2 separate regions of the Zea mays genome follow, and region 1 is linked to region 2. Evidence: chromatin contacts called from public Hi-C data. All regions are on one chromosome and are shown on one strand. Each heading gives the region's core, a stretch centred on a gene start, on an enhancer-like site or on the middle of the called end of the contact. The rest is flanking DNA. Distances are from core to core; before and after follow the strand shown. Region 1 holds the start of LOC103631172 (splicing factor 3B subunit 2). Region 2 holds the start of LOC100502278 (Ribonucleoside-diphosphate reductase).

Region 1 (4,441 bases), core at 1,470-3,969, 550 kb after region 2:
CCCGACTCCACTCGATCCACACCTCCGGCAGCGATGGTGTGTCGCCGCCTACGCCGTTCGCGAGAACACGGGGTGTGACAACCCTGCTTCAGCCACCCGAGGCGACGCATCAGGACCCGATGGATCTAACTCCGCCCGGTCCAGAGCAGTTGTCGTCGACCCCGATCTCGGCACTGGAGGAGCCGCCGACCGAGCTGGTGGAGCAGGAGGCCTCGACCTCGGTGAATAAGGGGTGGGTGGCCCCGGTCCCTACCCCAACCTCGATGTTGGAACACTACCTGCTCCACGGATGGTGTCGCGCGCCACAAAGGGACGAGGTCCGGCATCGCTGGCAAAGGGCCGGGCCAGTGCGAGCGGGCTGTCGGGCCTGCTGCCAGTGCTGGAGAAGCTACGCACCGCGACGGAGCAGCCATGTGTGCACCTGGTCGAGGCACGTGCCCACGCGCAGTTCGACGGCAGGCCACCCCAATGACGCACTCTGTCATGTCGACACGGGTGCGACCAACCACATGACAGGGTTGTCCGTCGTCTTCTCCGACATTGACGAACGCGTCACCAGCACCGTCAGGTTTGGCGATGGATCTCTAGTCAACATTGAAGGGCGCGACACAGTGTTGTTCTCTTGCAAGTCTGGTGAGAATCGCCAACTCGTCGGTGTGTACCTTATTCCACGCCTCGGCATCAACCTCGTCAGCGTCGGACATCTAGACAATGATGGCTACATCATCCATGTCAACAAAGGATTGATGTGGATCCAAGACGAGCGACGACGCCTTCTCTCTCGTGTGCGACGCTCCCCCAACCGCCTGTACTACATCCGACTCGACAACGCACGACCGGTGTGCCTCACCGCCCGGGGCATGGACACAGCGTGGCTGTGGCACGGACGTTTCGGACACATAAGCTTCGAGGCGCTCCGGAAGCTCTCCAACGGCGACATGGTGCGGGGACTTCCACACATCAACACATCGATCAGGTGTGTGAAGGCTGCCTGGCTGAAAAGCAGCGGCGACATTCATTCCCATCGCAGGGGCGATGGCGTGCGAGTGACGGCCTCGACCTGGTGCATGGGGATATCTGCGGGCCGGCCGCGCCGACGACACTAAGCGGGAGCCGCTACTTCCTGCTGCTGGTAGATGACATGAGCCGCTTCATGTGGCTTTGTCTTCTCGCAAGCAAGGACCAAGTATCAGCAGTGATCCGGCGGTTCAAGATGGCTGCAGAGGTTGAGTCGGGGAGGAAGTTGAAGCTGCTGCACACAGATCGTGGAGGCAAATTTACATCATTGGAGTTTGGAGCTTACTGCACTGAGGAAGGGGTGCAGCGCCAACTCACAGCCCCCTACTCGCCACAACAGAACGATGTCGTGGAGCGGAGGAATCAGACTGTGGTCGGGATGAAGCGCAATATGCTGCTAGCAAAGGGCCTGCCCGGGATGTTCTGGGGTGAGGCTGTCACCACTGCAATGTTCATCCTCAATAGCTCCCCAACACAGCCTCAATGGGAAGACACCATTTGAGGTATGGCATGGCAAGCGCCCAGCTATAAGTTTCTTTCATGGGAAGACACCAAAAATACTTGACCACATCTGCTCTTGAGGCTCGCCGGTGAGGACAACATATCTCATAAAATTTATTTAATCACAAAAATCCACATGAAACCAAACACGGTCTTAAATAAGTTAAGAGACAAACAAACGGTACATATTATTAATATCTAGATTATGATAATCCATAAGCTGATCATTACGTGTTTATATAATCCATAAGCTGACTTATATAATCCTAGAAGTAGACAAACAGGGCTTTAGGCTCGCTCATCGACCGACGGGTTGAAGAAACGCTTCGTTAATCCAAATACCTCGGTCGCTGCTGCGGCAGCGTCCTTAGGGCATGTACAACCTAGATACAGCTGCACGGTACTCCAAGTATAAGACACAGCTAAAACATAATATAATACAGTGGTCATGTCTAAAACATGTGTCTTACCATATTCATTGTACCAATCAGAACATTCAATAAATTAAAGTGACCAATCAGATAGTCTTCTGTCTCGAATATAGAGCTAAGACACTGTGTCTTCGTCAAGATACATGTCTTGAGATTTTTTACATTCACCTCCTTAGGCACACTTTAAGACACAACTTAAGACACTCATTGTGCATGCCCTTAAAGGTGAACTTTTCGAAGATGGTCTTGAAGTCATCGAGGAGAGGATCGTCCAGCTCGGCCTTCTCCAGTACATACTCTATCTCCACCTCCACCTGCAGCGAATCCAAATCCAGCACGTTCAGAACCCTAGGTTTTGGGGCCCGTGCCGTGCGTGCCTAACTTCCAGGCGGGCGATGAACTTCGCTCACCATGGGCTCGGGGTTAGGATCTGCGTTCTCCTTGGCGTCGGAGCTAGAAGCTCCCCCGCCCTCGTTCTGGGCACCGGCCTCAGCGGCGGACTTGTTCTTCTTGACCTTGCGGCGGCGGCGGCGCCGGTCGGACTCTCGCGACTTGGTTTTACTTCCGTTGGGGAGGTCGGAAGCCATGGTAGGAGGCGGGTTGGGGCGAGGCTCCACCCCGGCGGCGGCCATAGTCGGCGGCGGCGCGCAAGCGAGGAGGGCCGAAACGAGGAGAGGCTCGATATCCTGTTCGCCTGGGTAGGTTCTGTGCGTACCCAGCCCAGTGGGACAAACTGGGCTTTATCTTGGCCCACTTGAAAGCTAGGTTCTCAACTCTCAAGAGAAGAAGGCTCGATATTCTTTACAAAGAGAGAAAAGAAAAAGGCTCCAGGTATAGATTAATAGATGACAATATACACCCAATTACCGAAAAAAATTTACTTGATATAAAAATTGATATGAAACTGCATGATTCTATACACGCGAGCGGATATGGGTAACCCGACGAGTATGTTTTTTTTGTTATGGGTACGGATATGGAATGGTACTACCTGACGGGTATATATCCATTGTTATCCCTAGCTCCATGCCTGCAAGATGTTTATGGTCATGTTTGGATCAACTTCTTTGTCGATTCTATTGGCCAGAAGCGGCTTTTGCTGCCTAAAAGTCGCCTAGAGGGGGTGAATAAGTGAAACCTAAAAATTATTAACTTTAAACATGAACTTCACCCAAGGTTAGCATTAGAACGAGTATAAATGAAATCGAAGTGTGGAATATGGTTTTTCTTACCACGAGTTGCTCAATCAATGCGAATGACTTTTGTGAGCTAACTCTAAATGATAAGCAAGAGAACTTAGAAATAGAGAGATTGGAAAGGAAGAATCAAATCGCAATGCAAGATTAACACAAAGACACGGGCAATTTGTTTTTCGATAAGAAGAACCTCCTCCCTGTTCAGGAGGCCACGTAGGTCGGGTCTCTTTCAACTCTTTCCCTCTCTCAAACGGTCACTTAAACCGATTGAGTGCTTCTCCTTAATCTCGAGGATCACCACACAATTAGGTGTCTCTTGCTAGTTTTACAAGTCACTAAAAGTTAGAAGGAAATGAAGAAAGCACGATCAAGAAAACCAAGCAACAAATGAAACACTACCACACACTTGCTAGAATCTCTCACAAGGCACTTAATCACTAATTAACACAAATCACAGTTGTTGCACTTGGAGGATCTTTGATGCCTGTGTGAGGCTTTGGAGTGAACTCTAGGTCGTTCCAATGAATGTGGGAGTTGGAATGTTTGGATGTATATAATGGAGCTGGTTGGGGTTGTATTTGTAGACACCAACCACTTGCTAGTCGTTGCCCACTTTCTGTCACCCGCGGACGGTCCACCCTCCTGGCCTAGATGGTCAGCCCCTACACATCAACAGCTGAAATTGCAACGGTCAGCAGTAATGTCTGTGGCGGAACCGCCCAAATTATTCCAGCTTAAGTGCCCGAGTCACGCCTTGGAGGCAGCAACACACTTAAATCGGAATAATTCGTCAGTCCCTCGGATCTAGTCCGATAAAGCCACTTACCGAGGATCGAATACCACTAGCTCACTCGAAGATGAGGCACAGAGAAATATAATAAAGCATAATACCATAAATTAAGAAAGTATTAGTAGTGATTACGTTATCAGAGTTTTAGAAATGGCAACCATAGTTTTTAATGCAGCGGAAATAACTAACGGAGAAAACCGAGTAACATGGCGAAGCCTGGCCACGCTACTTGTTGGGACCATGCTTCGTCGTCGAAGGTCCTGCGGGAAGAAACAGCTTCGGTTGAAGCTGTCTGTACGTGATGCCGAAGGGTGCCGTTCATGAAGCTTCGGAACTATGAACCGACTTAAAGATAGAATGACCTTTTAGTCCATAAGAGTTTGAGTCGTTGTTGTAAACTTTTATGAGGGGTATGATTGTAATTGCTCACAGGCTGTGTCCTGTGCCTATAAATAGTGAACAGTATTCCTTTACTGTTCACGCATTCTTGTAATTGCTAACACATC
Region 2 (4,086 bases), core at 582-3,081:
GTCTCTATAAGACATTAGCTTGAATAAAAAGCTAAGACTTGAACATACATATATAAGGAAGACACTCTGCACAAGGATCAATTTTATGCAGGAATCAGGATAGCAGTAAGCATATATAAAGCCAAATTATTGTTGGAGTTCAAAAGACAAAGATACTCTGTTTTTCATACATGGAAATAATTAAATACTAATGGTCGAGATTTTACCTTCCCATGGTTCTTTCTTAGATCAAGGAACTCGAAAATATCAGCATGCCAAGGCTCCAAGTATACAGCAAATGCACCTAAGTTTTAGAAGCTCATAAGAATTTCTGAAGACGATGTTACTAAAAGTGGAAATAATGAAAAAAAGCATACCCTTTCTTTTCCCACCACCCTGATCAACATAACGAGCAGTATCATTAAAGACTCGTAACATAGGCACAATTCCATTTGATGTTCCATTTGTTCCTCGTATGTAACTCCCAGTAGCACGAATATTATGAACTGAGACACCAATTCCTCCAGCTGATTTGCTTATTACAGCACACTCCTTCAGGGTTTCATAGATTCCCTCAATGCTGTCATCTTTCATGCATATAAGAAAACAGCTGCTTAACTGCATCACAGAAAAGAAACAGTAAGTAAACAATTTCAACCCACAATGACATCGTCTGGCAGGAAGCAAGACAGTACTTGGGGCCTCGGTGTGCCAGCGTTGAAAAGTGTTGGTGATGCATGTGTAAACCAGCGCTGGGACATCAGATGGTACGTCCTAATGGCAGACTCAATGTCTTCCTTGTGTATTCCCACTGAAACCCTCATCAGCATGTGCTGAGGCCTTTCAACGACCTTCCCACCAAGCTTCAAGAGGTAAGACCTCTCCAGAGTTTTGAAGCCAAAGTAGTCATAGTCGAAATCCCTATCATAAATTATTTCACTGTCCAAGCGAGCAGCATTCTGAAATGTAACAGCATTTGGAGCGATATGAGGGCCAATTTACATCAAGGTGAGTGAAGGGCACAACAGATTTACTGTATGAGATAAACAACCTTAATAAAAAAAGGAATGCAACAGTAAATTCAACTGCCAGAAACACATCGGCATTATCTACACAGATGCTCTGTCAGAAATGTGCCAGGAGCAACTAGAATCTCACATTCATGATGATTTCATAAACATCTTCAGCGACCAGAGGGGCCATCAGCCCAGACCTCTCGTTAAAGTGCCTGTACATGTCCTTAATCCTGCATCCACAACGGCCACATTCCAACTCACAACCCAATCCAACTAATCCAGCCTTCACCCTGACAATATGAATGAATGAAATTAAACCAAATTGAGCTGCCACTTACGTCTCCGAGAAGGACTTCTTTGTGTTCTTGTGCAGGTTAGACACAGCAATCCTCGCCGCCAACTTCACGAATCACGATAGAGAAGAGAGGAAACCAACCCCACGTCAGGACAACAAAGACAGACATGAGAGTTGAAACCAAGGGGGGATTTCACGGTGGGTTCCTCACCGAGGCGTAGTCGGGGTGGGACGCAGTCATGGCCGCCGCGGTCTCGGCGGCGAGCTCGTCGAGCTGGCTGGTGGTGACGCCCTTGTAGACCCCCGCGCAGACCTTCTGCGCGACGAGCACCGGGTCGCAGTGGTCCTGGCTAAGGCCGTAGCTGAGCTTCTTGAGGCGCGCCGTGATCTTGTCGAAGTGCACTGTCTCCTGGCGGCCGTCCCGCTTGACCACGTACATCTTCCGCGGTGGCGAAAACTCCCGTCGAACACCTGGTGCGCGCGCCTACGCCGCCGCCGGGACGAGAGAACGCGAGCAGAGGATTGTATTGAGGTGGGGCGGGGGGAGGGGCAGGGATGGGAGGGGGGCAGTAGGGTTTGGGGGCGGATTTAAACGCCTTCGCGGCGCGGAAAGAGGCAAAGAGTAAGTAATGAAGCGGAGCTGGAGGTGGAGGTTTTTTTTTATGCGCGCTGGAGAAGAAAATGTATGGGTTTGGATTGTTGTCTATTTGGAGGATTTTTCCTTTATTTTCCAACTAAAAACGGCAGCAGAAATAGACATAAAAAAATAAAAGGGTGCTGACCGTGCTTGGCAATAAGGCCCAAAGGCAAACAGCCCAGCCTCCCACGATCTGCCACGAGCCGGGAGGCTCAGAGGGCCTCGCAAGGGGAGGCGAGCTCGGACGGCGGTGTGCTGACCGCTTCTTGCGCATCTGACTCTTTTCACCTCTATTTGAGTGGCTGCTCCATCTATAGGTGTATATTCGGGCCGCCCGGCCCGGCCCGGTCCGAATCAAGTCTGAAAAGGCCCGTATTGTTTGAATTTCAAGCCGGTCCGACTCGTTTGAATTTCAGGCCGTGCAGGGCCGGCCCATGGGCCTAGCCCTCGGCCTATGGCCCGGCCCGTAATTGCTTAAACGTGTCGGGCTTATTTCGGGCGGCCCGAAATTATAAAAGCCTGAAATTCACATTAGGGTCCGAAATTCAGTTTTTGGCCCGAAATTCACATCAGGGCCCGAAATTCAAAACAAATTTAATAAAACAAATAAAAGATAAGACAAATAAATTTGACCAAAAGCAAACTTAATATTTGTATTAAGTTACTAGAGCTATGCAATAACTACCTCGTTTACAAATCATTTTGTTAGAAAGAAAAAGAGTATAATCAGCTCTAAATAAAGTTCGTAAGTTCAGTTTATTATCTAATGTTCATAACAAAAAATAAAATTACATCACATACTCTAATTCAAAGCTACAAAAAATATTTAACTAACATTATCTATAGCTTTGTGTTCTTTATCAAGTAAATGAAAGTGTGGAATGAAGTGTGATTTTAATAAATATATGGGTCTTTTCGTGCCTCTATATGGGCCATTTCGTGTCTGCCTTAAACGGGTCGTGCTCGTGCCCGCCCATGGGCCGTGACCTCGGCCCAAACCCAGCCCGATATATCGGGCCGTGCCGGACGGCACTAAAATATTTCGTGTCGTGCCTGAGCCGTGCTTTTTTTTCGTGCTTCGGGCCGGCCCATCAGGCCCGGCCCAAATGTACACCTATAGCTCCATCTAGTTCACCATGGATCCGCTCGATTCCGGGTGTCCTGGCCTTCATTCCCTTTAAATCCATCGTGTGGTGGTGTCGTTTATCCAACTAGTATCCGTGTTGCAGTGGATTAAGGCTTTGTTTGGGTACTCTAGGAATAAGAGAGAATGGAGTGGATTGAGATGTATCGTGAGAGTTTTTGACCTATTGAGGATTTAAATACCCTCTAATCCCTCCAAACCACTTCAATCCAAGAGTATCCAAACTAGGCCTAAGAGGGGATCGGGTTGTGCTGGTCTCGTCTGGGACGTCGGCTTTCTGTTCTACCCCGGTGGTGGTGGTATGGCGTTGTTGCTGTTGTGTCTTGGTGGTTGCTATGTACGTGCTTGTGCCTGTGTGGTGTTGCACGTTGACAATCTGGTTGTTGTCGACCGTGGCCTAGTACTTAGGCTTCCTGTTGTATTATTGAATGGATAAGTCACTAAGCACTTGATTTGATTTTGGAACTTGGAGAGGATTTGATGCTTTGATTATGTCTTTGAAGTGTATTCTTTTGCTCTAGTATCGAATGGAGAAGTTTCAATGCTTAGATGGCTTGAATGGTAGTGGTTGGGGGTATTTATAGCCCCAACCATTATTTCAACCGTTGATGTTGATGGGCACACCGGACAGTCCGGTGGTGCACCGGACATTGCACTGTTCAATGTCCGGTGAGTGTCACGTCAGCCGACCGTTGGGGTTTGGAGCTGTTGATCGTTGGAGTCTTCTGTCTTCTTGCGACACCGGACTGTCCGGTGTGTTCTGACCATGCAGACTGACTTCTGCTCTTCTGCAATCAGCATAGTCGACCGTTGGGCGAAGTTGATCGTTGCTCCGTTGTCTCATCGGACAGTCCGGTGGTGCACCGGACAGTCCGATGAATTTTAGCGAATGATTGCCGAGAAAACCCGAGAGCGTCCAGTTCACGGAGGTCTCCAGCCTGGGCACCAGACACTGTTCGGTACGCCACAGGCTGCAGTAATTATGTTTGCTCCAAACTTTGTAGAATTGTTATGC

The links. Hi-C and Micro-C count contacts between places; a contact is called where the count stands out from the background.
Region 1: a contact with region 2 is called in a Hi-C map of ear, with 2.2 times the contacts expected there. The contact joins the promoter of LOC103631172 here to the promoter of LOC100502278 in region 2. A contact is called at or near these places in 3 of 25 Hi-C or Micro-C datasets (ear, leaf and tassel).

Annotation. Positions count from the first base shown.
Region 1 is chr6:91,244,206-91,248,646 of Zm-B73-REFERENCE-NAM-5.0, forward strand. LOC103631172 (splicing factor 3B subunit 2) reads right to left here and starts at 2,720. Exons shown (of 16, transcript XM_023300415.2): 1 at 2,360-2,720; 2 at 2,118-2,263; 3 at 279-478. The coding sequence starts at 2,581.
Region 2 is chr6:90,697,010-90,701,095 of Zm-B73-REFERENCE-NAM-5.0, forward strand. LOC100502278 (Ribonucleoside-diphosphate reductase) reads right to left here and starts at 1,832. Exons shown (of 17, transcript NM_001363257.1): 1 at 1,502-1,832; 2 at 1,334-1,395; 3 at 1,138-1,225; 4 at 675-938; 5 at 357-597; 6 at 207-283. The coding sequence starts at 1,729.